7 separate regions of the Mus musculus genome follow, and regions 1, 2, 3, 4, 5 and 6 are each linked to region 7. The links are chromatin contacts, called in public promoter capture Hi-C and targeted proximity ligation maps. All regions are on one chromosome and are shown on one strand. The core of a region is the stretch at or near the end of the contact, and the rest is flanking DNA. Distances in the headings are between cores, read along the strand shown.

Region 1 (3,696 bases), core at 910-3,409, 1.8 Mb after region 7:
GTTTAGTGGTACAGCATGAACTAGGACTTGGAACTGGAGAGTCCCAGGTTGGGTCCTGACAAAGTGTCTTCCAGGTCTGAGGTCTAGTCTAGTAGCTGGGAGTGGCCAGCTGAAGATTTGAAAGAATAGCTATGTGGCCTTCTGGCCCAGCCTGTGGCTCCAACTAGTGCTGGGGCTGCTTTGGGGATTCTATGAAGCCAAGTCAAGGCATCTTTCCTAGTGCCCCCTCTCACACGAGACCTTTTCCTGCCACTGCTCTCCCTCCCTCCTGTTATGCTCCAAGTCTGGCTATTCAAAAGGTCTACCACCAGTGCTTGGCACTGACAGACCCCGTGTTTGGTCTGCAGCAGACTTCTGTCAATTTCTCGGGTTTTGGTTGTTTGGGCTCTAGCTTTAGAAGTTCCCAGCACCTGCATATAATGATGCACAAAATGGAGTCTGCTTGTCAGCTCAAAATTAAAAACAAACAAACAAAAAACCCAAAAAACCCAACTCACACAGCATAAGAGAAAGGACAAAAACATTCAGGTTCACTGGCCTGGCCGGCTCTCCCAACCATGGAGAAATGGTGTCAAGCAGGCTTTCTGGAAGCGGCTGTCAACAGTCCTCACTCTGACTTTGAGTTCTTACAAAATGAAGTATTTGCAAAACAAACAGCATTGAACCCCTATCATGTTGGGTGGCCCCCAAAGGTAGCACCTCAAGCAAGTCACCTGCAGGCACAGCTGTCGTCTGTCCTGATTCCTTTTGTAGTAGCTGTGCTAGAGGTAGGGGAGAGTGTGTGTGTGCAGGGCCTGGGTTGTGTCTCCAGCACAGCATAACACTGTGCACTTGCCAGGTAGAGGTGAGAGCTTACTCTTGACTACTTTGAGAGTTCTAGGACAGCACAGGGGACTTGAGACCTGAGTACCCAGGGACCCCATGAGGTAGTAAAGGGGAGGGAGTTCTGACCAATGGGGACAATGATGATCATTTTAGATCTAGAATATGAAATAGAAAAAGTGGGAGATCTTGATGAAATTCGATGACCCAAAAGAGAAACTTACAAGATGGAAGTCCCCCCTCAAAAATAAATAAATAAATAAATAAATAAAATTGCAACTCTGTTGACTGATTAGAACTTCTTGATTGTGGAAAGCTGGGATGTTACAGGGTCCAATTAACTGATAATTATTGTTATTCTCCTTAATAAATGTTGCTCACTTCTGTGCCTTACCTCATATCAATGTGATTATCGGGTAAACCTTTTGGGATGCACTAACTCAGCAGACCCCAAAGCTAAAATGTAATCAAATAGCACCTCAGACCCAAACAGAGATTTTCCCTAATTTCTCATTACCCACTGGCCTGATGGTCCCAGCAATGTATTTGTAAAATGCCTTGGGGTAGCCTTATTCTGTTACTGTACAGACTTCACAAAAGCACTTTTACATTGGAACATGTTATTTAAGGCAACCTGAACCTGTGTCCCATGTCATGGTCACTCTTTCTTGGCTCTCTCCTTCTCTTTGAGGTGAGATCCATTTTGGGTGGACAGAAGTCAGAGTCAAGTGAAGGTGGAGGCCTCTGACACTGAGCCTGGTATCACTTAGGGCCTTTGGACTTCTCGTTGTATGACCCAGCAATTACCATTTTGAAGAGGCCAATTTGTGCTGGTCTCTGCCACTAGCAACAAAAGTTCTAATGTATAACAAAGGGTGGCAGGGTTTTCTTAGGCTGGAAGCTAATCTAACCACTGCAGCCAAAGTGGAATGGCGTTCACCTCTCAGGGCTGGTTTGTTTCCATCCCTTCCTGAGGCTTGTCACTCTGGGCGAGTGAGGATGGATCAAGTCTGACGCTTACACACTCATCTACAGACGAGTAAGAGCAATCTACGGTCCTGACAAAGGGTGATTTTTTAGGAAAGCTCAGAGCTGTTAGCAGTGTCTGAAGGGGACTCAGGACCGCAGCCATTCTAGTCCTGAGGCCAAACTATAAAAAGGAGTGTGCGCAGCAGGCCGGGGATACCGTGGTGCAATAAGAGCCCATCTGGAGCCTCCCTTTGGAAGTTCCACGCTTGTCTCAGGATATTCAGAGCAAACGAAGGGACGCCTGCAAGTCTGCGCAGGCGTACTCGCAATGGGCGGAGTCCTACGGCGGGGGCGGGGCTAGGGGTGGTGCCTTCCCCCGCGCGGGCGGGGCCGAGTGGCCTTCCGCGGGTGTGGCGCCTGAAGCCACCAGCGTCTGAGTGCAGGTATCGTGGCCACCCCTAGGCCTACAAGGCAGGACACTCGGGGCGCGGCGGAGGGGCAGTGCGGCTCGTTCTCAGCTGGACGCGGGAGTAAGTCACATCCGGTAGAGGCGGGGCTCGTGGATCCCGGAAGTGCGGGCAGCGGCTGATTGCCCGCGGTAGCGGCGGCCCCGGTAGGTGAGCGCCGCTGGGGAAGGTCTCGGGCGGCGGCGGGCAGCGGCCTACCGTGCCGGGGGCGTTGCCGGCGAACTCAGAGATGGGTTTCCTGGCCGAAGCCGGCGATTGGGCGCGATGGGCGCGTGACTCCCCGCGGGCCTGCGCCCCTGCAGTGGGGTGGGAGGGATGGACGGTGGGAGGCTGTCCTCGCCGGTCGCCTCAGCCCCGCCCCCTCCCACCTATCCGCTAACGCCACGCAACCCTTCACCCTCTGTAGGAGTACCTTGTGGCCTTTGTGTCATTAAGAGCCTCTTTGCCCCTTGTACGGATTGGGAAACTGAGGCCTGTGTGTATTCTGACTTGCCCCTGCGATATAGTGGAGTTAGAGGGACTCTGGCCTTTGTCTTGCTGGCCTGTATCATTCCCCAGGTTAGCAATAGGTAAGGGTTCTTCCCCTTTCTTCTGGACCCCGACTTGAACTGTCCAGCATGGCTGAGCCATCCTTACTTCTGGGCCTTCCAGGTGTATGGTCCCAGCATGTGCCTGGTTCTGCTTTGTTTCTCCCCTCACAGCCGTTTAGGGGTGTTCTTTCACTTTTTTTTGGTGGGCCAAGACATTCCCAGAGATGTGTTTGAGTTACTGGTAGAGTGGACTATCATCAGGGTCACATTTCTTGAGTCCAGCCTATACCTTGTCAATCAGATTTGGGCTAGCCACCTTGAGCCAAGAAACTTCACGGATACCAGGGCTCCTTCATCGCTCCCTGCATATTTTCCAGGTGTCTCTACCAATAGCGTGCCACTCCACATTCAGTGACTGTCAGTCCTGCAGCTAGAAATGGTGGTGATAGAGGGACTTAGAAGGGAAAGACTCTTCTTTGCTTGGGGCCCAGGGAGGGCCCTGATCTGGGGATTGTGGAACTGAGGGCTGCTGGGTGAAATGGTGGACTCTGAAATGAGTCTTTGTTCTTGGCAGTCATAGTGCCCAGAAAAAAAAAAAAGCCTTTTTCGTAAGATTGTCTTGGAAATCTGGCCCAGTGCCTTTGTAATTTCCATTAAGTAGAAAACATGATGGAGTGCTTCAGTGGGGCTGTTTTCTGTTGCTGTTTTGCCAAGCAGTAGTTCTGATTGCTTGTGTGGCTGTCCTTGCTGGGTACTGTTTTGGGGGTGTTTTACACTGGTTACTGGATATAGAGAACACCTCTGAGTGACTGGTGACCCGTTTACAGAATTGGCTACTATCAACCAATGAGTGGCTGTTAGATTTTTTTTTTTTAACAAAGCAAATGAGTCTTTAACTCTAATACTGC
Region 2 (4,099 bases), core at 1,541-4,040, 1.3 Mb after region 7:
TGCTTGGCTCAGCTTGAAGGGCCCTGAGATCATCAAGGCAGACGTGAACCCTCAGGAGCAGGTAAGTACCAGCTATGCGAATATGACTATGTCTGATTTATTGCTTCTCCACAGATGTCTAACCGATGCAGCAGACCTGAGGGGTACACCTCTGCATAAGGACAGGTGGCCACCTCACTGCTGCTACTCTTCCCTTCCCATCTCCCTTAGCACTTGAGGGTGTTTTTATCAGGATGCCAGAGGAGTTTTAAGTCCTCCTCTTTGTACTCTCTTCCCCCCTAAGTCTGAACGCCATGACTTCCCACAGATCCTGAACTGAGGGCTGGCATGCTGGATTCACACAGTCCAATACTGCATGCACTTCTGTAGTACTTCCATCAAATCACTCCTAGGGAAGCATTTTCAAAACTACCCTCACAATTTTTGGCTCCTCCAATTGAAACATTAATTTTCCTTTTATCTAATTATTTTTCTTTAAATGGACTTTCAAGAAAAAAAAATTGGGGGTTAGGGGGCAAAAAACCTAGTTGTGAGTGATGGTGCATGCCTTTAATCCCAGCACCTGGAAGGCACAGTCAAGTGGATCTCTGAGTTCCAGGCCAGCCTAGTCTACATAGTAAGTCCCAGGCCAGCCAGAGTTACATAGTTGAGACCCTGTCTCAAAAACAAACAGAAAATTAAGTTGGGAAAGAGAATCCATTTTAAACAAAAATATCTGCATTGTGTCAGTCAAGTCATATTAATGTGTTAAATGTACAATAAAAGGATTTTCTAATATGCAATTTATTAAGGTTATCTTGCTCGCCCAATGTTAGTGTGTCCACACCATAAGAAAGTCCTGTCAAGGGCTGGTGAGATGGCTCAGTGGGTAAGAGCACCCGACTGCTCTTCCGAAGGTCCAGAGTTCAAATCCCAGCAACCACATGGTGGCTCACAACCATCTGTAACGAGATCTGATTCCCTCTTCTGGAGTGTCTGAAGACAGCTACAATGTACTTACATATAATAAATAAATAAATCTTAAAAAAAAAAAAAAAAAAAAAAAAAGAAAGTCCTGTCAATTGTTCTAATTTGTTCCCAGTCTTACTTCACTGTGTCTTTTCTGAAGCCCAAGTGGCCCTGTATAGTCCCCTTCCTTCCTGACTACAAACACCTCAGCACACGTTACTTGTATAGCACAGAAGCCTAGTGAAGAGGCCTGCTTCTCTCTTTGGTCTTCTTCCTGCCCTCCTTCCTTACTTCTTCCTGGTTCGTATTACTGTGGTTCCTCTAAGAATACAAGCAGCAAAAACTCAGTCTTAAGGCTAAAGACTGTAGCTCTCCCTGGTACAGTGGCTTGCCTAGCATGCATGGAGTCCCATGTTGAATCCTCAGACCAGAAATCAAATAAAAAACTCATCCTTGAATCTGGTATTCTGTGTGTGGGTATAACAATGGGGACTGAGCTAGAGCCCTCACTCCTGCTAGCAAGTGCTCTACATCTTCAAGATTGTGTAACACAAGTCACTTCTGAGTTGTTAAATAAGAATGAATAACCATTTCTGCCTTGCAGAACCGGTCAACCAAAAACCCAGATGGAATACACACATCACCAGATGCCGTGCCATGTTCCCTAGTCAACCATATGGTTCACACCTCACTTACTACGTTGCTAGAATGAATACAGGCTATTACCACCCATCATGTCACACAGAGGGAAACCTGTTCTGTCCTGATAGTCTCAGTCCCGCCTCCACAGGACCTTCCAGATAGCAAAGCCTTAAATGAAATGGCTGCAGGCAGGATAAAAACACACCTAGTTCCCCTGCTCCCCACTCCCCAGAGGCCTACTGATTAATCACCGTATTAACTGGGCCCCACTGTTCTACGGAGTCTTCCAGACTTCCCTTCACCAGAAATGTCCTTGGGGCTTTTCCAACACCTGCCTCAGTCAGAAATACAAGAAAGCACTGTCTCTGGATGTCAGCAGAACATGAACCCATTTCCTTATTAAAGGCACAGAACTTCCCCGCTCCATACTCCTCACAAGGGCCCTAGGATGAACACGCTCTGGTCTCTGAGTCCTCACTGGAAGGAGGGTACTACCTTCTTCCTACCGGCGAAGAGGAATGTTCGGAGCAGAGCGAATGGCCCAAGCCCGGGCTGCCCGGTGCTGTTCCCGCGGCTCTGCCGCTTTCAGAGACGCTTCCGCGAGACCTCACCCCGTCTCGAGTGCACGAGCCTTAAGCAGCTAGCAGTGGTTTGGAGTCCACAGCGTTCTCTGGACAGTCCCGAGCCCGTTCTTTCAGTATCGTTCCCAGCTTCGCCGCCTTCCAAAGCCCGCGCTCTCGTCACGTGATCTGCCAGGCGCGAACAGCCTCCTGGGAAATGTAGTGTATGCCCCACCAGGTCCGATAGCAGCTTTCATAGTGGGCGTTCTTTCTGGGGAAAAAATGAATTAAAACCTAAACTTCACACCACCCTTTCCCACAGTCCGACTCCATGCTACTCACAGCAGGTCCGCATAGTCCTAGTTCCCGTTACTCCTGAGAACATGGGACTACAAGTCCCACAATGCCACGCGCAAGGGACCACATCCTTTTCCTGTTGCTCAGTGCGCTTGCTCCTGCCGACGTGTTCTTCCGGTGGCGGATCGGTGGTTTATCCTGTGCGGGGCAAAATGGTGAGATGATGGGAGTTAACGGACAGTGCTGTGGCCAGGACCTAGGGCTCTTGTGTGCCCGGTCCTCACCGCGTTCTTCCGCGGAGGCCTCAGTATGGAGTGCCCGGTGGGTGGGACGCCGCTGAAACTCTAGTTTGAGTTAGGGACGGGAAAGCAAGCCCCTTACCGTGTATTCCTCAGGCTGAGGTTTCCATCACAATGTGCTTATGATGTTGTTGACTATAATTCTGAAGGTCACAGGGTGCACTTTGAAAACCTTCGCGTTTTTATTTTTCTTTCTTATGATCAGTTATCTCTATCTGGAAGGATTCCCTTGCTGAAATCTTACTTATCCCGCAAGGCCCTTGTATAAATACCATTTCCTGGTAAAACACTTGTAACTCTCATAGGTACTTGTCTTGTCTTCTGGGAGCTCTCAGTCTGTACACACCTCTTGCCACGTTTCCTGGACTTCTTTTTTTTAATCTGCCACGCCTCCTAGTGACCACCATCTGACGTGCATCTAGTTCTGGGATGATGTCTATTCGTCTTTGTATTCCTGTTGCCCAACACTGGGCCTGCATTTGGAGGTTCCATAAATGGCAGCGATTGTCCTTGGCTCTTTTAGGGGGGAAGGGGGACATAATTGTTTACTGAATTGAATTCCTGTGTCTCCTAGAACAATGGGCTCAGTCTACTTCTCTGGAGTTGTTATGTTCTGGACTTTAGAAACATTGGCAAGAAAGTGACAATGGAAGTTAACATTTGTACAGAACTTTACGTTTATAGCCCTTTCACAGGGATTATCTCATCGTCTTCTCTGCAACTTTAGGAAGGAAACAAATACCTATTGAGCAGTTACTCTGTGCCGGGCAGTAAACTAGATGTGTCAACATTCATCTTTCTCCAATCATGCATCAGCCCTGTGACACAAACAGTGTTATAACTACTTAACTCAGACTGAGGATTCAGTAGGGCCAGAATTATCCCAATTGTCTTCTGCCAGGAGATCCCCGTGGCTCCCCCCTAAGGCAATGAAAAGCAGTACTCCTACATTAGAATTTGAGCTGTCTGTACTAGTGTAGGCTCCGGCTTCCTGTACAAATTAACGGCTTAGAGTCTGGACACAGATCCAAAAGCAGTGGGAATTGTGGGCAAGCGTTTTTCTTTAGGTGTCTTCCCCCAGACAGATCCATGACTTACATAGTGATCATTAGCTAGAAACCCCTAAGAGCCATTATCCTCTGACTCTTAGCTGCTCTTATCTCACTGAAAGTGGCTGCTGCCATTCTTTGTTGTTATTGTTGTTTGTTTTATTTCCCAGTGTTGGGGATCACACTTAAGACTTCATGCATGCTAGGCAAATGTTCTACCACAAAGCCTGCCACGTCCCTACTTTTAAGATGTGATGTAGAGCTAGGAGATGGCTCATGGGCAAAGGGTTTGGTGTGCAAGCCT
Region 3 (3,850 bases), core at 292-2,791, 1.3 Mb after region 7:
AGGAGTGGATGGACAAAAGTATTCTGTGGTTCCCCACGTCATGGAAAGAGAAACGAATAAAGTCCTCTTCTTGCGTGGGGAAATCTCTCAGGAACTGGGCACTGGGCTTTAAACTTGGGTCTTGATTTTCCATCCTGCAACTCACAGTCCCAGCCTGGTATGTTGAGGGCAACAGGTTCTGCTCATGGAAGCCTCGACCAGTACTTAGGGGCAAGATGTTAGCTGAGGGACTAGGAAGAGGGTGAGGCAGGGAATAGTTTCTCAACATAGTGGGGATAGATACAAAAGGTGTTCAAGTGCCTCGGTCTCCAATAAGGGTCTGAGAAACCCAGCAGGCTGGGAGATGTCAGCCTGCACTTCCCCTCCCCCTCCTACACCAGCCCCTTCCCTCCTGAACCCAGCTTTCATGGGGGGAGGGGCAGGGTCTGTTCAGGAAAAGCTGAGGCAGTATTTAGACCAGGACCAGACTCTAAAATCAATGTGGGGGTTGGGAGGTGGGGGAGGTGAGGAAAACATATATAATGGAGCGTACATAGATCCTACTGGAGAAGTTCAGGTCAAGGTGAGGGGGGGACCAGGTCAGCTCCTGGGTCAGGTGTGAGGGACCCAACCCTGAGGCGCCTCATAGGGGCTGGTGGGGTGCCATTTACAGCATTGGAGGTCTCCTAGGGCAGAGGTTGCTGGTGACAGAGATGTCAGCCAGCTTCAAGGGAGTTCCATCTCTAGGAAATCACACTAAAGAGAAGGTCCTGCCCCAGGCAAGGAAGTAGTAGCTGCTTAGAGGAGCATTTATTTCAGCCTTAGTGGAGGAAGCAGCATTGCCCAAGACAGGTGACAGCCTCCAAGGATGTCTCAGCCTCCAGGAAGCACAGTCAGGAGGTCCCTGCTCCTAGAAGGTAGGCTAGGCTCTGGGGTCCCAGCCTTAAGGGAAAAGGGAAGTCCCAGGCTAGATGGAGTAAGAAAGAGGCTGGTATGGGTGGAGTACAGCGTCCTCAGACTAGAGAAGTGTGCTGAGGGTTGGAGTATCACCATTCAGGGACCGCAGGACCCGAAAGGCTTCGAGGAGAGCCGAGCACAGAAGGAACCCATCCCCAAGGAAGTTGAGTGTTGGAGGCCGATTCGGGGAAACCCAAGTCCAACGGGCTTGGGCAGACATCTAGAGACTCCCTATCTCGAAGCCATTCACCTCGCTGTTGCCAGTCTGAAGTAGAGTCCCTGCCAAAAAGGAGGCTTTCTGGAGGTCCTTTCTGGGTGCATGGTGGAAACCCCATGGGTCTCCTGTCCTCAGGGAGACTGGTTGGCCTATCCCAGAGCAGGAGGTTGATCGCCCAGCCAACCCCGCGGTCTCTCACCTTCGAAGAAGCGCTGCAGCGCTTCGGTCTCGTCCACCACCTCCATGGCCCGCCTGCCCGCCGCGTGCGCTCCGGCCGCAGCCCCGCTACAGCCTGGCCCGGGGGCGCGGCATCGCCGGCGCGGCCCGCGCGACAGTCCCGGCTGGGCTCCCGGTACAGTCCGGCCAGGCTCTCCTCACGCTCGCTCCCCGCAGCCCTAGCCCGGCCTCCGCCTGCCCCGCGCCCCGCCCGCCGCCCTCAGCGCCCTCTGGCGGTACGCCCAGAGCCGCAACCTCGGGTAGCAGGGTGCCGCGTCGTCTGCAGGGGGCGCTCGACGCGGCGGTGGTGTCCTGGGTACTGCCTTGCCTTAAAGTCTGTGGATTAGTCGCTTTTCACTCTTTTCTGGTATAGGTAGGGTTCCAGATTATGAATCTGAGGGTTTTCAGTACCAGATCTCAGAGATAGCTCCTATTCCTTTTCGTATTCACCCTATCCCAGGTAACAAAGGGATACTCTGTGCTAAGTACTCTATAGGTGTTAAACTCTGTTAATTCCGGCAGGTCTTTGTTAGGGAGGTACACACCCACTTCCCCACTCCCCACCCCCACCCCCCAAGGCCCAACGCACACCGAATCTATGTAGGTCTGGCCTTAAACTCAGAGAGATCCGCCTTCTTCCGCTTCCCTAGTGTTGAGAATAAAGGCATTTGCCACCTGTCTGGAACTATTACAATTTGCATTTACAGATGAGGAAGCTAAGGATTAATGAGTGCCCTCTAGAGAAGTGCTTCTACATAGAACTTTCTAGAATGGTGGAAATACTCTAGGTGTTGTCATTAGCCACAGTGGCAGCTGAGCATCTGAAATATGGCTCTGGGGATTGAGCTCCTGACTTTTCAGCTTTGTTTTATTTTAATTATTTTGAGCATAATTAGTTATGTGTGACCTTGGTAGTATTAGGCAGTACAGTTCAAGGTCAATAGGGTTCAGAGTTTAATGAGAGCCATTCTTTATTTTTCCTCAAGACAGGTTTTTCTGGGTAGCCATGGCTGTCCTGGAACTCACTCTGTAGACCAGGCTGGCCTTAAACTCAGAGATCTGTCTGCCTCTGCCTCCCAAGTGCTGGGATTAAAGGCGTGTGCCACCACCACTAAGAGTTATACTCTTACTCCCTGCTGCCCTACCTGATGTTTAATCTGAAATCACATAGGGATGAAACCATCGTGTCTCCTGTTTGGACTCTCACCTCCATCTTGCCCCCATTACACAGCATCTCTCCTAATGATTCCTCTACAGTCCTCCCAACTAATTCTTTATGAAGCAGAAGTCAGATCATACCACCATGCCTTTGGTAAAACCAGTGGTTTCTCCTTGCACTCTGACATCTAAACCTCTTGCCCTGGTTTCTCAGAAACCTGGCTCATCTCTCTCCACTTGTAACAATGACCTCAGCTTCAACTGCTTTCTGCGTGGCTCACTTAACCATTGCTACCAAGACCTTCTGCCATCACCCGAACATGCCAGGCCCACATCTGCCACAGGGCCATGGCACATGTTAGTTCATTTGTGATGCTTGCTCCCAAATGGCTAGTTCTTCTCAGCCACCAGACCTCAGTGCACACATCGGTATTCTTTTTTTGGGGGTGGTGGTGGTGGTGGTGGTTTCAAGACAGGGTTTCTCTGTGTAGCCCTGACTATCCTGGAAGTCACTCTGTAGACCAGGCTGGCCTCGAACTCAGAAATCTGCCTGCCTCTGCCTCCCAAGTGCTGGGATTAAAGTTGTGCACCACCACTGCCCAGCTTGGGGTATTCTTTCCAAAGCAGTTACTCCACCTCAACCTGTCTCACCCTCATAGGCGCGTAGCTCTGCATGTAGTTTCCATTAGTCTCCTTCTCAGGAAGGCCTATGAGGGCACTGCTATAACTTCAACACCAACCCCCCCCCACACACACACACACACCTCACACACAATAGGTACTCAAAAAGTACAGGTTGAATGTATGGAGAATGGCACCTGTAAACTTCAGAACCCTAGATCTAGGATTCTAGAATCCCAGACCCAGTAAATCACCACACTACAGAGTGGTTCAGGGCACATCCTCAGAGAACCCTTAGGCATAGGAAGTCAAAACCAGAAAGCTTTACCACTGTCTGGGAAAGATGAAACTGAGCAGCCTCCCGAAGCGTGGGGGAATATACCTATAACCAATGTACTTGGGAGGCTGAGGCAGGAGGATTGCAAGTGCAATGCCAGTGGGGGTTTACAAAGTCAGGCACACACACACACACACAACAACAACAACAACAGCAACAACAACAACAACCCAGAAGGCTGGGAAAACTTACTATCAAATCAAGATACCAACCTAGCCAGCTTAGAACTTTTGACTCTTTCTGGCAGTGGCTGCCAAACTAAGGTGGAGCACAAGCCCAGCTTTGCAGGGAGTCGAGTGAGACCCCCTGAGCTCTCCTATTCTCCCATCTGTCTCCCTTCTTCTCAGTGGCCAGCATGGGGGAAG
Region 4 (3,574 bases), core at 953-3,452, 1.2 Mb after region 7:
TCCATGGAGGTACCTCTAAGCCTGCTGTTTTGGGTAGAAGCATGCCCTCTGTGATGGCTAATCTTGGTTGTCAACTTGACTACATCTGGAATAAACTAAAAGAATCACAGAAGAATGAAGCTTTTGCTTTTCGATGCGTGCCCTCACTCTTGCTGGCAAGTTCATCCACCTTGTTGCTGTGGCATTCCTTCATCGGTGTTAGAGCCTACTCTCTAGGAATCCTCTGGGACTCTAGCATCAAATTGGGACTTCTGAGACATGCAGATCTCTGGCTTTTCTGTCAGAGACAGCCATTGTGCTATTCTGACCACTGTCTGTAAGCTACTCTAGTAATCGTGTGTGTGTGTGTGTGTGTGTGTGTGTGTGTGTGTTCGTTTTATCATTTCTGCTCTTTTAAAACTCTGACATACCTTCCCAACTCATACAGTGACATCTAACCTCCAGCAAATGACAACATCTTTGAAAGCACAGTCCTTGCTAATAGAACTCATTAAGACAGCTCATTCGGATAGGTCCTAATGCAGCAGGACTAGTGTCATCCTATAAGAAAGGGACAAACTAGGGGTTCAGCTCAATTGATAAAGTGCTTGCAACTTTAATACCCAAAACCTCCATACAAAAGCTAGGCACAATGGCACACACTTGTGATCTTGGTGTTGGGGAGGGACAGTCAGGCAGATCCTGGGCCTTGCTGGATAGTCTAACCTAATCTCTAAACTCCAGGCTAGTGAGAGACCGTATCTCAAAAGAGGTGACACCTGACATTCTTGTGGTTTGAATGAGGATGCTCTCACATAGGCCCCTCTAGTGGAATGCTTGGTCCCTAGCTTGTGTAACTGTTTGGGAAGGATCAGGAGATGTGGTGTTTTTGGAGGGGCTGTGTCACTGTGGGTGGGCTTTGAGCTTTCAAAGGTTCATATCATTCCCAATTAGCACCCTGCTTCACAGTTGTGTCTCAAGATGTGAGCTCTGAGCTTCAGCTCCAGCTTGCCTTCCTGCAGCCATCTTCCCTGCCATGGTGGTCGTGGACTCTCACTCTCTGAAACTGTAATCCCTCAATAAACTCCTTCTTTTACAAGTCACCTTGGTCATGGTGTCTCTTCACAGCAATAGAAGAGTAACTAAGACAGTCATCTGGCCTCCACATGCACACACATGTAAGCACACCTACAAATTTACATGCAACCATAGACACACACACATACACATTAGAAAAACAGGGGGACATCTGAACACAGATGTGGACAGGCCCAGAGGGAAGATGATGTAAAGAGAGACAAAGAGAACCTGGTCACCTACCAGTCAAGGACAGGGACCTGGACCCCTCCACCTTACCCCCCAGCCCGATGGCAACTGATTTTAGACTTTGTGAGAGTGAGAAAGAAAATATGTTTCTATTGCTAAGGTTATCCACTACTGGTGGGCTAGGTTAGCCTCTTGTCACACTGCCTTCAGGAACTTTCTAAGGAACTCTGCAAGGGCAATGGTTGCCAGGTGTCTTTAGACCTGACATGCTATGGCCTTCTTGGCTCTGGTGGCCTCAGAGACCGTTTCTTCCCAAGAGTGACAAAGCAGCTACACTTTAGGGGAGCTGTCTGGGGATCCACAGGCAGGGGCAAAGTGCCCTAGTCACGCTACCCCACCACCAGCCGTCACTTCCTGACTTACCACCCAGTCCCTGCGGCTGATCATTGTCATGATGATCTGGTACTGGAAGTACATAGGGATGAGCAGCGGCGGTCCGACTGAAGAGAGAACATGTGCCTGTCAGAGAGGAGCCTGGGAGCCTAGACGATGCTTAACTGGGCCCAGAGGTGTTTCCACAAGCTGACTGCTGGCTCCCCTCTCTTGAATAGGTTTGCAATCATTTTCTCAGTTTGAAAAGGGTATGAGAGGAAGTGAGCCAGATGGGCATGCTGTGGTGAGAGCAGGGTTGGGGCCCTCAGGCAACCATACTCACTCAGGAAGAAGTATTCATGCTGGTGGTTGTAGGGCAGGTATTTCAGCTTCTTCTTGCCATACTGAGGAAAAAGAGAGACAGTGAACACCAGAATCTGGTCCCCTACCTCCAGCCCACTTTATGCATCGACCTTCTCAGCAGAGACCTTGTCTCTTTCCAATCTACCTGTAACTGGGTCCAACAAGGCTAGCAGCTGCCAATTTCCTTGGGCTTGGCTGCTCATGCTAGCATTTTTATTAGAGTTTGGATCAGACCCCTGGCCTTGGCAGCCCAGTGACCTATGCTCAGCTACCTGCCCTCAGTGGACCAATTAATAAATGCCTAACAGAAAACAAAACAAAACAAAAAAACAGAGAAAAGATATTTAGTCAATGTGGTCACATTGTGAAGAAAAAATAGGGATTAAGTAAACCCTGTCACCACCACACCCTCACCCATTTTTTCTGGGGGGGGGGGGTCCTAAAATGAGGTTTTGGTTTAAATCAAAAGCAAGAGGTATATAGGACTAAGCAGACCTGGTCACGTGTGGCTCTGCTCATCACCGACCCATCTGTCTTTGTTCCAGTCTTTCGTGTAAGGTATTCTGACAAGTTCTCAGAATTGTGGGAGATCTCTTTCTGGGAGACAAGCTGTGCCTCTGGCTGGCACTAGGCGTCAGCTTTTCCTTCTCCCAGCATGCAATTCCTGGGGAATTTCCAATTTCTCAGGGGACTATTGTTCAATAGTCCGCAAGCCAAAGGGATCAGGCAGAAGCTTCTATTCAAAATAAGTTCGTTCCTGCCAGCTCTGTGAGGCCAAAACCTTGGCCAGCCTTCAGGTTGGTGGCTGAAGTTCAGGTTCACAGTTAATCACTACCCAAGGCCGTGAGAAGTATGCCTGCTTTGTGTTGTTTTCTTCTGCTGTGGTTTTATTGGGAGTACTGCGGATGGACTCCAGGGCCTAACCCATGGTAAGCAAGTCCTCTACCACTGAGCCACACTAGACCTAGCCCTTGGGGGCATAAACAATAAAAATGCTTACACAAGCCTAGGCACCCCATGGGGAGCTTCTGGCGCCATCTTTATTCCTTTTGGGAATAACAGAGGCTCCCAGGTCTCCATGGAGGTGCTCCCTGGAGACTGTTAACAGTTAAGAGAACCCAAACAAGGACCAGGAATCCTTAACAGTCACCGTCCTGGGAACATCTAGTCTGTGAGATCTTGTGTCATTTCTATGGGCTAATCACCTTTCCCCAGTGGTTCTTGACACATGAGGAAGCCAAATGGACAGAAGAGGCCATACAGGGCTGGAGAGACAGATCATCTGTTTAGAGCACTTATTCTTCCAGAGGACCCAGGCTTGGTTTCCAGCACCAACATGGTGACTCATAAGCAACTATAACTCTAGTTCCAAGGGCTCTGATGACCTCTTCTGACCTCTGTGGGCACGCTGCACTCATCCAGTGCACAGACACACGAGCAGGCAAAACAGTTATTTAGATAATTTGCATGAAATGAATGAAAGCAGCAGCAGCAGCAGACACCTTTTCATCCCAGGGCCCAATCCCCAGGGAGCAAGCAGCGCAGCCACCAGCTGTGGCTCAGGAAGCACCTGCTCTGCTCCTTGCAGTGCTGG
Region 5 (4,014 bases), core at 948-3,447, 1.7 Mb before region 7:
TGACAGGACCCAGCCCGCAGGCAGAAGACAACACACGAAGCAGGAAGTGAGCCCAATGGTGATATCCTACACAGAGTACAAGAAAGAAGGATCCCTCAGGGCAAGAATTCTGTAGGCACTCCCAGTTCAGGTAGTCCTTAGGCATGGGAAGTCCCTCAGTGGCAAAGACCAAGGCAGAAAATCCAGCAGACCCACACTAAAGAAAGCAACTTGGGCCTGAGGTTCAATCCCCAGCACAGGAGAGGGGGAGATACAGACACAGAGAGACTCTAAGGATGGAGGGGACACTGGGTCAAGTCCATTTCCAGCCTTGAAATAAAGGTCTTTGGTTTTTAAAAAGATGTATTTATCTGTGGGGGGAAAGGGTGCAGGCAGGAGTCTTACTATGCACCCCACCCAGACCTGGGCTTAAACTTGAGATTCTCCTGTTCCTGATGCCCTGGTCCTGGAAATACACTCAAGTGCCACTATGCTCACTGGTGTGTATGTGTGCTGTTTTCCATGTGGGTGAAGGCCAGAGCTTGATGTCTGGCATCTCATCTAACAGCTCTCCATCTTTTCTTTCTTTCTTTCTTTCTTTCTTTTTTTTTTGGAGACAGGTTTTTTTTTACTAAACCTGAAGTTCACTGTTTTGGCTAGACAAGCTGAACAGTGGAATCCAGGGAGCTCCCTGCCCCTCTCCCCCTACCAGCACTAGGGCTAAAGACTAGCCGGTTACTGGGTAGTCAATGTCAAATCTTCATGCTGGTGAAGCGAATACTTCTTAAATAAACCATTCTCACGTGTCCTTGCTTTCTATACAGTTTCTTCTCTTTTTTTGTTTTTGTTGTTTGTTGTCTACACAGAGACAGGGTTTCTCTGTGTAGCCCTGGCTGTCCTGGAACTCACTCAGTAGACCAGGCTGGCCTTGAACTCAGAGATCCACAGCTTCTATAGCATAAGTGCTGGATTATAGGCGTGTGCCACACTGCCCTGCTGGGGTTTTGTATCTTTTAAAGATGTGTTTTATCTATATTTGTATGATGCATGTGTGTGAGCACAGGTATGTGTTTGCATGCTTACCCAAGGTCAGGACGGGATGTCAGATGCGTTGGAGCTGGAGTTACAAGCTTGTTATATGGGTGCTGGAACCTGAACCAGTCTTCATGAGGCTATGCACCAAACGCCATCTTTCCAGCCCCCAGACTCTTGTTTTTGAGACAGAGTCTCAGTATGTTGCCCAAGCTGGCCTGAATTCCCGAGCTCTGTTTTCATGCCTCAACCTCCCACTAAATGGGCGTAAGAGAGGGCATGGCTTGGTTGTCACTGTTTCTTCAGTGGCAGTGCTTTGGTTCTACCCCTAATTCAATGCCCAGATATCTGGATTCATGACCCATTGTCACTTAAAACAGAAGAGCTCCAAAAAAGGGAGGGATGGGGGGGCCTAGGCTGCGGTGTAGTATTAAGAAAGTGCTTGCCTAACACAAAGTCCCGGGCTTGATCCCCAGCACCACATAAACCACAAGTGATGGCACAGGCCTGTTATCCCAGCACTAAAGAGATTATCGCTTCAAAGTCAAATGTGGTCAGCCTGGGCTACAAGAGACCCTGCCTCATGTTTTTAAACTAATGTTTTAAAAGTAAAAATTGTCCTAGTATCTAAATGCTCCTACATCTCTGGGAATGTAGACCTGGTGAACTCTGCAGCCCTCCTTAATAATAAAATGTAGCAGTAACAACCATGACGTCGCTGCCAGTTACCAGGCATGCCCTCCCCTGCGGTGGGGGGGGGGGGGGAATGGAAGGAGAGACGGGTTTAGAGAGGCCGAACAGAGTAAACAAACTAGCGGGCTGACCTGACATCCAGGAACTTGGGAAAAATACCTAGGGCTTAGGAGCAGCCGAGCGACTGTCTCATCCATGCCTTGAGGACAGGCCTAAGCCAATGTCGCAGGCTACCACAGTTCGCCCACCTCCCCGCTCCCGGTCCGTCCCGCTCACCAGGACCCCGAGCTGCTCCCGCGCCGGCTTCGAGTGGACCTGAGCCCGCGGCACCATGAGCCGCCGGGCCGAGCCGGTCAGGCTCCTCAGCAGCAGTGGCGTCAGGACAGACATGACGGCGCGGAACGACCACGGACGAGGACCAGTCCAAGGTCAGGGAGTCAAGATGGCCGAACCAGCCGGAAGTTCCGGCGCTGAAGTTGCCGGACGCCCGAGCCGGAAGTATTTCGGAAATGACGTCGGGACAAGCCCCCTCGCCCGCCTGGGCTGTTTTTGGCGCGCTCCTCGAAACAACCAACCGACATCATCCTACACAGATGGGAGGAGAAATGAGACACCTTTGCTCCCACCTCCACTTTCTTCGAGAGTGACACGCATAGCCACCCAATCACACAAGCTACAAGTCTATTGACTCCTTGGCTCCTCCCTCCATTCATTTAACTAGGATCCTCTCTCTGCCAGCACTGTACTAGTGACTCCAGCTCGCCACCAGTAAGCCTCTAGTTTTAAAAACATAGTTTTACTTTATGAGTGTTTTGTCAGCATGTTCATCTGTGTATGCAGAACGCAGAGAGGCCAAAAGAGGGTGTTGGATCCTCTGGAACTGGAGTTCAGGCAATAGTGAGTAATCTTGTGGATGCTGGGAACTGAACTGAACTGGACCTCTGCAAGAGCAGCGAGTGCTTCTAAGCGCTGAGCTCTCTCTCCAGCCCCGAGACTCCTGTCATTTACTGTTATCCTCTCAGAAACCCGTTTCCACATAACTGGTAACTGTTCTCAACTTCTGCTTTCCTCCTTTTGTGTGTGTTAGGACAGTTTTGTTTTGTTTTGTTTTGTTCTCTGTTTTTCGAGACAGGGTTTCTCTCTGTAGCCCTGGCTGTCCTGGAACTCACTCTGTAGACTAGGCTGTCCTTGAACTCAGAAATCCGCCTGCCTCTGCCTCCCGAGTGCTGGGATTAAAGGCATGCGCCACCACGCCCGGCCAGTTTTGGTTTTTTAAGGTCTCCAGTAGCCCAGGCTGTCCTAAAACCGTGTAGATGAGAATGACCTTGAACTTTTCTGCTTCTATTCCTATGTTCCATGCCTTGTTGCCTCTCTTCTTTCTCTTCTTTATCCCCTGTCTCCCTTCTGCCTTTATTCTTTCTGTTCCTTTCTCCTCTCTCCTTCCTTCTTGTTTTACTAGACAAATACCTGATCAAGTGGTTCCCCATTGCTTTCTTTAAAAAAATATTTATGTATGTGATTACACTGTGTCTATACAGATGGTTGTGAGTCTTCATGTCACTGTTGGGATCTGAATTTTTAAGACCTCTGCTTGCTCCGGTCAGCTCTGCTCGCTCCTGTAAACTCAGTCCCTGCTTGCTCTGGCACAAAGATTTATTTATTATTAATACATAAGTACACTGTAGCTGACTTCAGATGCACCAGAAGAGGGCCTCCAATGGGATTTGAACTCAGGACCTTCGGAAGAGCAGTAAGTGCTCTTATCCACTGAGCCATCTTGCCAGCCCTCCCCATTGCTTTCTAGACAAGGCCCGGATCTTGGATATTGCCCTTCTGTCTGACTTCTCAATATCGCTTGTTTTTTGTCCTTGCTCCTAGGTCTCTTCTCCACCCTTCCAGATTTTGGACTTTTTACTCTTTACATTCTACCTAGAACACCTTTTCTTTCTTTTTTAAAAAGATTTATTGGGGCTGGTGAGATGGCTCAGTGGGTAAGAGCACCCAACTGCTCTTCCGAAGGTCCGGAGTTCAAATCCCAGCAACCACGTGGTGGCTCACAACCATCTGTAACGAGATCTGACTCCCTCTTCTGGAGTGTCTGAGTTTGAGGCCAGCCTGGTAAATCTTCTTTTTTTAAAGTTTTTTTTTTTTTTTTTTTTTTAAGATTTATTTATTTATTATATGTAAGTACATTGTAGCTGTCTTCAGACACTCCAGAAGAGGGAGTCAGATCTCCTTACGGGTGGTTGTGAGCCACCATGTGGTTGCTGGGATTTGAACTCTGGACCTTCGGAAGAGCAGTCGGGTGCT
Region 6 (3,558 bases), core at 241-2,740, 1.7 Mb after region 7:
GCATAGTGGCACACACCTATAATCACAATATTCAGGAACCTAAAACAGGAGGATTAAGAGTCTGAGGCCAGCTTGGGTTATGAGAGCCAAGATTCTTCACCAAACAAGACAAACCCAAACCCATCCCAACTCCACCCCACTGCACCATAACTTGTCATTCATTCTAGAGACTCATTAACAGCAAATTTTTCTCCATGTCTGGATCCTTCTTAATGCATGGCGCTTTTTTTTTTTTTTTTGGAACCAGATCTTGCTATGTAGCCCAAGCTCATCTTAACTTCTTGATCCTCCTGCCCTGATCCTCAGGGTAAACCCTGAGAGCCTGTTCTACAGGAATTTACCCACACCTGACAAATACACAACTCTAACCAAGAATATTTAGGGTTACTACAGAGCAGTGACAGCCTGGTCACATAATAGTAGTAATGGTAGTAAATAAAACCCTTATATATTTCATGCAACACTCTAGGAACTGTTTCAATCACAGATGTTATTAAAATCTTATAATAACCTCATAAGGTAGAAAATCAATTCTTATTTCCCTCAATTCCTAGATGAGAAAACTGAGGCTCAGCAAAGGTAACTAATTAGACCAAGATTCCACAGCTGGTAGGTGGCAGAGTGGTATTCTAAGAGGCACTATACAACCAGCCTATTTCATAATTTATAGAGTGCTATCTAAGTAGGTGAGAAATATGTCCTCATAGAAATGGACAGTGTCACATACAGAAGGAGTTGAGAAGACAAAGTACTCTCCTAGAGGAACTTTATAAAGGTTATGACAGAAACACTGAGGCAGCAAGTGAGGGGAGCATATTTATAACTTTACTTGATCCCTGGACTTGAAAAGCAGCCATTTTAGTGCATATAACCCTCATTTTGCAAAGGTTCTGAGGGGTCCGGAACCCGTCCACCTTCCGCGGTGGAAAAGCCCCGTGGTTTTCTTTTCTTTTCTTTCTCTCTCTCTCTCTCTCTCTCTCTCTCTCTCTCTCTTTAAATATATGAATGTAACTTCTCTGGGCTTGAGTTTTCACACAATATCTCTCTAGGTACCAGCGCCATGATAATCTTGTTAACCAAGAGAATTTACTTTAATCCTCATAACAATCTGCAAGGTAGGAAAGAATTATCCCCTGGCTATAGGCAAGGACGCATAAATAGAGTCATTTCCTCCAGCTCGCAAATGAGTAGAGTCAAACGCACCACTTGGTAAGGCTCTACCAAGGGCATCCGTTAGGCAGAAACGCCCCTCGCTCTGGCTACGCGGTCGAGCACCCTCCAGTTTAACACGGTTTTCCTCACCAGTCCCAATCCGCTCACAGACCGAAAGGCCTCGGCAAAAGACTCATAGCAAAAGCAATAGCAACACAAAATTCTGACTTCCAGCCACTCTATGATCCCCAGCATCTACACGCACCTCAAGGAACCGACGTCGGTTGTCATGGGAACACTCGCTCGGCTTCCGGAAGCTGGCTTTAAATTCCGGAAGTAGATTGCTAATTGCCCGCCATGTTAGGGTCTTTGCTTTCTCAGGCTCTCCCTGTGACCGGTTCTTCTATCTTGCCTCGCTGAGGGCCGACCCTAGCGTGAGGTTGTTAACCCCAGCATTTCACCTGTCTCTGGACGGGGTCTGTGGTTAGAGACAAGGCTGATAGGACGCAGCGCTCCTAGGAATCGGACCGCTCAGGAACGCGCCCCTTAGCTTGCAAACCCCATTTCCCAGACGCCCCAGCTCACCCCCGGAAGTGGCCGAGCCTATAAAAATCTCACTTAGCGCCCTCTGTAGCGGATGCCGTGGTCTGCAGACTTGCTGGAAAGTCAGTTCTCCGAGGTTCAAGAGGAGCCTAGGGAGTGGCAGCTCTCGCTGACCGGCGGGTCCCAGAGACCTGCCCCCAAGGTGTCCCACTGTGTGGCTAAGGGTGGGATAGAACCCGGGCTGGGAGAGCCGGGTTATGGGTTCCAGTGGTGGTTCCGCCGCTTCCTTGCTTCGCTCTGTCTTACCTCGGCGTTCAGCCTATTTTTCCTCGTAAGAATTGGACACTTTTCCGTGCCCCTTCCATACCGCAGGTGGTGTTCGTAGAGGCTCTCACGCTTTTCAAAAGGCGTCTCATCTAAGACTTGCTAGAACCAACCTGACTAAAGGAGTCACCGTCATACCCCCCTTGCACCTGGAGTAAATCTGACTGTCCGAAGGACGAAGGACCGGTCTGTGAGCACTTGTGCTAAGGTGGACTTTATTCACACTCCTGAGTGGAATATTATTTGTCACTCACTCCTGAGTCCTGCCGTTTGGAGGGGCTGCCTTTGGAAATGAGTTCTGGGAACTGAACACAGGAACTGGGTGCCTGTACCAGGCTTGCCATTTGCCTGACCGAGTTACTCTTCTTTGGATCCCGGCGCTGCAGTACTTTTGAATTGTAAGATGCAGGTTTATAGGATTTGCACTCTAAATCTGGTCCCCAGAATTCTTAGTGTCCCTCCGTCTTTGAGGAGGAAACAACTAACTCTGCCCTTTGGTCTTTTTGTTTGTAGCTCTAACTTCTAAAAGTAACTGTGTTTGGAGTACAGCCTTTTCCTGAGAGTAATGGAAGGTTCACTTCTTAACCCAGGGACTGATTCTGTTTTAGCTCAGCCTATGAGAATCCTTTAGCCAGTGAATTGAGGAAAACATTAAATAGAGGTTCGGTACACTTCTTAAATCAAGGTAGATAAACTACACCCCATACATCTAACCCTGAGTGGCTTTTACATATTTAAACTATTGGGGCAGAGGGATCATATTGTGTGAAATGTGAAAATCATGTAAAACTTAGACATCAGTGTCTGTGGTGTTAACGAGGCACAGCCATGCTCATTTGTTGAGATACCCTTCCTGGCTACTCTTATATTACACCAGCCAAGAATGAATATAGTTGTGACAGAGGCTTCAAGCCCAAACAGCCTAAAGAGTCTGTGGACTCCCTCCTTGAGCATGGGGCTCAGCCAAGCAAGGACAGGAGACCCGGCAGTGGTGAGCATGTCTGGTGTCTTAGTACAAACTGCTCTCTCAGTGCAAGTGAGAGCGTAGTCTCAGCCTTTGCCTGCGTTCTTTTCCTTGCTTTTGCTATTTTAGGAAAAGAGAGGGCTTATTTGTGAACTGTAGACAGCAATGTAACTAACTTTCCGGCCTTCTGTCAGAAAAGTGTCCCATCTGTTCTAAGCCTGTGGCAAAGTGCTAGTCCAGGACTTGTAACTGGAGTGATGCGGGTTGGTTTGGAATGTTTTGCCTTTCCTTTTCATCAAATGTGTCTGTATGTGAATGTTATGTGTATGCAGGTTCCTGTGAAGGCCAGAAGTAGGTATTTGGTCCCTTGGAGCTGTGAGCTGATGTAGGTGCTGGGAACTCAGCTGTGGTGTGCTGCAAGACCAGTATGTACTCTCTTAACTTCTTAATGGCCAAGCCTTCCACCCCCACACCCCTGCCTTTATTTTTATTTTTTATTTTTTGGCTAGGGTCTTATTTAGCCTGGGCTTATGCTCAACTACAAACATGTAGCAGAGGTTGGCCTTGAACTTCTG
Region 7 (3,507 bases), core at 611-3,110:
GTCTATACACGACCTAGCTGTGGACCTGAGGCCTTGGGTCATCTACTGAGCAGAGCCAGAAGCCCTGAAGAGTTGAGTTTGGCAACCCAGCTATATGCAGGGCTAGTGGTCAGTCTCTCTGGCCTTCTTCCCCTGGCCTTCCGAAGCTGCCTGGCTCGAGTGCATGCAGGGACTTTACAGCCTCCCTTCACAGCCCGGTTTCTTCGAAATTTGGCCTTGTTGGTGGGGTGGGAGCAGCAGGGTGGTGAGGGCCCTTCAGCCTTAGGGGCCCGGTTTGGGGAGTCTGCCTCAGCTCACCTGGCTGATCTGGCTCCTCTCCTACTACACCCAGAGGAGGAAGTAGCTGAAGCTGCTGCCTCCCTCCTTGCAATATGTCCCTTTCCTTCTGAAGCCCTGTCCCCTTCCCAACTATTGGGACTAGTGAGAGCTGGAGTACACCACTTCTTCTCTTCTCTAAGGCTGCATGGCCCTCCTGGTGTGGCTTCAGCCTCTCAGCTTCTTACCCGCCTTTCTCAGACTTCCCCAGCTGGGCTCAAGGCTGTCCTACAGCTGCTTGTAGAGGGAGCCTTACATCGGGGCAACACAGAACTATTTGGAGGGGAAATGGATGGAGACAATGAGACCCTCTCAATTGTCTCAACCCCTTTGGCTTCTGCCTCATTGTTGGACATTAACCGGAGGCATACTGCAGCAGTGCCGGGTCCTGGAGGGATCTGGTCAGTTTTCCATGCTGGAGTTATCGGCCGTGGCTTAAAGCCACCTAAAATTGTTCAATCTCGAAACCATCAAGAAGTGATCTATAACACCCAGAGCCTCGTTAGCCTCCTAGTGCACTGCTGCAGCGCATCAGGGAACAGCGAGCGTGAGGGTTGCTGGGGGGCTCCCACCCTGAGCCCAGAGGCAGCCAAAGCAGTTGCGGTGACCTTAGTGGAGAGCGTGTGTCCTGATGCAGCTGGTGCTGAGCTGGCCTGGCCCCCAGAGGATCATGCACGAGCCACCGTGGAGCGGGATCTCCGAATTGGTAGGCGCTTCCGGGAACAACCTCTGCTGTTTGAGCTTTTGAAGCTGGTAGCAGCTGCTCCCCCAGCCCTGTGCTACTGCTCCGTGCTGCTGCGGGGGCTGCTGGCTGCCCTCTTGAGCCATTGGGAAGCCTCTCGACACCCTGATACAACCCACTCCCCCTGGCATCTGGAGGCATCCTGTATCCTGGTGGCTGTCATGGCTGAGGGAAGCCTCTTGCCACCAGCCCTGGGTAATATGCACGAGGTATTTAGCCAACTGGCACCTTTTGAAGTGCGTCTGTTGCTGCTTAGTGTCTGGGGTTTTCTTCGGGAGCATGGGCCCTTGCCCCAGAAGTTCATCTTCCAGTCTGAACGTGGCCGCTTCATCCGGGACTTTGCCAGGGAGGGTGGAGCTGAAGGAGGACCACATCTGTCTGTGCTGCACAGTGTCCTCCACCGCAACATCGATCGCCTGGGGCTCTTCTCTGGCCGCTTTCAAGCACCTCCGCCATCCACTCTGCTTCGGCAGGGGACTTGACCTTTTCTCTACAAGTTGTGCGAGGTTAAACTGAGAGAAGAGCCTAAGGTGCTACAGAAGGGTGGATGCTTCTAAGTCCGTACGTAATGAGTGGTGTCACTTTTTTCAAACCCCACCATTTTTTCTAAATAAAATTTGCCGAGTTGAGACAAACAGTCCAGTGTTTCTATCTGACACGGAAAGCTGCCAAAAGCCTGAGAACGCAGAGCCCGGGGCGTCGAGGCACGCCCCATTCATAATAAAGAACGCGCTCGACCAATGGGATAGACGTCCGGCCGCGCTCTGGACGAGCCAATCGGAAGGCCGGAAGGGGCGGGCACTAGGGTACGTGGCTCAACGTGCACAGGGGCGGGTAGGTTCGGGTCAAGGAGCAAACCCGGTACAAGATGGCGGCAATAGCGGCAGTGGCGGCGCGTAGGAGGCGGTGAGGAGCCCGGAACCCGGGGGCGCGTCCGGACGGCCCTAGATCCCCCGAGCCCCATATTGCTTCTTTTTGTATGCCTTCCCATCACCCTGCTACTTCTGGCCTCGCAACGGGCTCTTTGTCCTCGTGGTGGTGGCCTCTGGCTACAGCCTCCCAGCGGCAGATTCACGAGTCGCTGCGGCCCTTGTCTGTGGGGTTCCTGAATCTCGCCGGGCTTAGAAAGGCTGAAGCTGGGTGCTGTCTTCGGTCTTGTCCGCTCCCAGCCGCCCCTTCTCCCTTGGCGGTTCGGGGTGGTCAATGCTTTCGTCTCCTTCCTGCAGTGCGCAGGGCTGTCGAGGCAGGTAGGGGGACGAAATGCATCCCAGCCTGTAAAAAAGCAGCCTGTTGCCACACTGCTCCTTTTTCAGGTTGGAAGCAATACGATGGGCAGATCGTCCTGTATTCCTTCCTTGCCCTCCCGACCAGCCTGGGCCAGTTTCATTAGTGTTCATTTGCTGGGCACGGCTGGGGCAGGGTCCAGTAAGTTCACAGTCTGCATGGATAATGTTGCTCAAACACAACATGTATCAAATAATTTGGCCTGTTCTCTGGAGTTTTGTAGAACCTTAAAAAAAGCTTGAAAACACATCAGCGCCGTAAAGCGCGGTACACCTAACGGATGTAAAGGGTCGGGAGAGGCGTGTACTGTCGACAGCAGTGTAAAAAGGGTGAATCATATACTCAAGTTCTTCTCCAATAAACAGATGTAACTTACCCTAAAGTTCATACTTGACTTAGCTCATGAACACCTCTCGTTTGGGATGCTTAAGGCATTCCTAGAGCCAACAAGTCATGTTGAAAATATTCTTTACCAATCATTTCCTTACTGACATCTCTCCAAACCTATTTTAAAGACTTGAAGATAGGGTTCCAGGGAGTATTTACGAGCTAAACTGCTCACTACCGCTACATAAGTAGCCATTCCTCAGGACCCAGGCTGTATCAATGCCTTCTGATTAGATTTTTCTAGTAGCATTGTCTTCTGTTTGTCTTACAGGTACTTCTTCCTCCAAAGCCTAGCACGCTAGTTCCTAGTGTTTTCTCACTTTGCTGGCTGCCTTTTTTCACTACTGGTGGCTGCCTGCCAGCTTTCCAAAATTTCCTGCTTCTAGGGAACTTTATTAACTGATCCCCTTCACAATTTCCTTTTGGTGCTTCTGGGGATCAAACAGGACCTGCATTCACCTCACTATATGGTAACTTTCTTTTACCTTCCAAGTAGATATGGAGGCTGGATAACTGTGTATGATAAGCCCTTTCTTGGTTTTATTGCTTAGAAGAACCATATCTTCTGTGTTGCCTTGCCCCAACCCCCTTCTTATTCATTTATATAATGAGACAAGGTCTTGTCAATCTAGGCTTGTCTGACCTCGAATTCACTATGTATGTGGACCAGGCTTGGCTTCAAACCTGTAAGAGATCCATCTGCCTCTGCCTCTGTCTGCCTCTGCCTCAAAGTGCTAGGATTAAAGGGTGTGCATCATTATGCCTGACTTCCCCCTTTT

Evidence for each region. Promoter capture Hi-C pulls out the DNA fragments that hold promoters and counts their contacts.
Region 1: a contact with region 7 is called in a promoter capture Hi-C map of hippocampal neurons, with 2.7 times the contacts expected there. A contact is called at or near these places in 2 of 39 promoter capture datasets (cranial neural crest and hippocampal neurons) and 1 of 130 datasets of targeted methods (astrocytes).
Region 2: a promoter capture Hi-C map of hippocampal neurons shows a contact between it and region 7, with 2.7 times the contacts expected there. A contact is called at or near these places in 2 of 39 promoter capture datasets (cranial neural crest and hippocampal neurons), 1 of 484 Hi-C or Micro-C datasets (B cells) and 1 of 130 datasets of targeted methods (embryonic limb bud).
Region 3: a contact with region 7 is called in a promoter capture Hi-C map of embryonic stem cells, with 4 times the contacts expected there. A contact is called at or near these places in 4 of 39 promoter capture datasets (cranial neural crest, embryonic stem cells, hippocampal neurons and 1 more).
Region 4: a targeted proximity ligation map of astrocytes shows a contact between it and region 7, with 2.9 times the contacts expected there. A contact is called at or near these places in 2 of 39 promoter capture datasets (hippocampal neurons and maxillary cranial neural crest) and 3 of 130 datasets of targeted methods (astrocytes, large pre-B cells and stem cell-derived neural progenitor cells).
Region 5: a contact with region 7 is called in a promoter capture Hi-C map of cranial neural crest.
Region 6: a contact with region 7 is called in a promoter capture Hi-C map of hippocampal neurons, with 2.9 times the contacts expected there. A contact is called at or near these places in 3 of 39 promoter capture datasets (cranial neural crest, hippocampal neurons and liver) and 1 of 130 datasets of targeted methods (pancreatic cancer cells).

Annotation. Positions count from the first base shown.
Region 1 is chr19:10,686,576-10,690,271 of GRCm38.p6, forward strand. Vps37c (vacuolar protein sorting 37C) reads left to right here and starts at 2,160. Exons shown (of 5, transcript NM_181403.3): 1 at 2,160-2,404.
Region 2 is chr19:10,201,603-10,205,701 of GRCm38.p6, forward strand. It overlaps Fen1 (flap structure specific endonuclease 1), which reads right to left and starts at 2,791. Exons shown (of 3, transcript NM_007999.6): 1 at 2,493-2,791; 2 at 2,086-2,417. It overlaps Tmem258 (transmembrane protein 258), which reads left to right and starts at 2,600. Exons shown (of 4, transcript NM_026919.1): 1 at 2,600-2,662. The coding sequence starts at 2,660.
Region 3 is chr19:10,239,207-10,243,056 of GRCm38.p6, forward strand. Myrf (myelin regulatory factor) reads right to left here and starts at 1,542. Exons shown (of 26, transcript NM_001033481.1): 1 at 1,353-1,542. The coding sequence starts at 1,398.
Region 4 is chr19:10,068,604-10,072,177 of GRCm38.p6, forward strand. Fads2 (fatty acid desaturase 2) reads right to left here. Exons shown (of 12, transcript NM_019699.2): 6 at 1,961-2,021; 7 at 1,669-1,745. Among named protein-coding and RNA genes, the nearest start is that of Gm29917, 22 kb to the left of the region's middle.
Region 5 is chr19:7,215,419-7,219,432 of GRCm38.p6, forward strand. Cox8a (cytochrome c oxidase subunit 8A) reads right to left here and starts at 2,198. Exons shown (of 2, transcript NM_007750.2): 1 at 1,981-2,198; 2 at 1-66. The coding sequence starts at 2,094.
Region 6 is chr19:10,575,667-10,579,224 of GRCm38.p6, forward strand. Cyb561a3 (cytochrome b561 family, member A3) reads left to right here and starts at 1,491. Exons shown (of 8, transcript NM_201351.2): 1 at 1,491-2,417; 2 at 3,316-3,408. It overlaps Tmem138 (transmembrane protein 138), which reads right to left and starts at 1,720. Exons shown (of 5, transcript NM_028411.4): 1 at 1,418-1,720.
Region 7 is chr19:8,896,197-8,899,703 of GRCm38.p6, forward strand. Ganab (alpha glucosidase 2 alpha neutral subunit) reads left to right here and starts at 1,861. Exons shown (of 24, transcript NM_001293621.1): 1 at 1,861-1,963. The coding sequence starts at 1,926. Ints5 (integrator complex subunit 5) reads left to right here. Exons shown (of 2, transcript NM_176843.3): 2 at 1-1,694. The coding sequence ends at 1,539.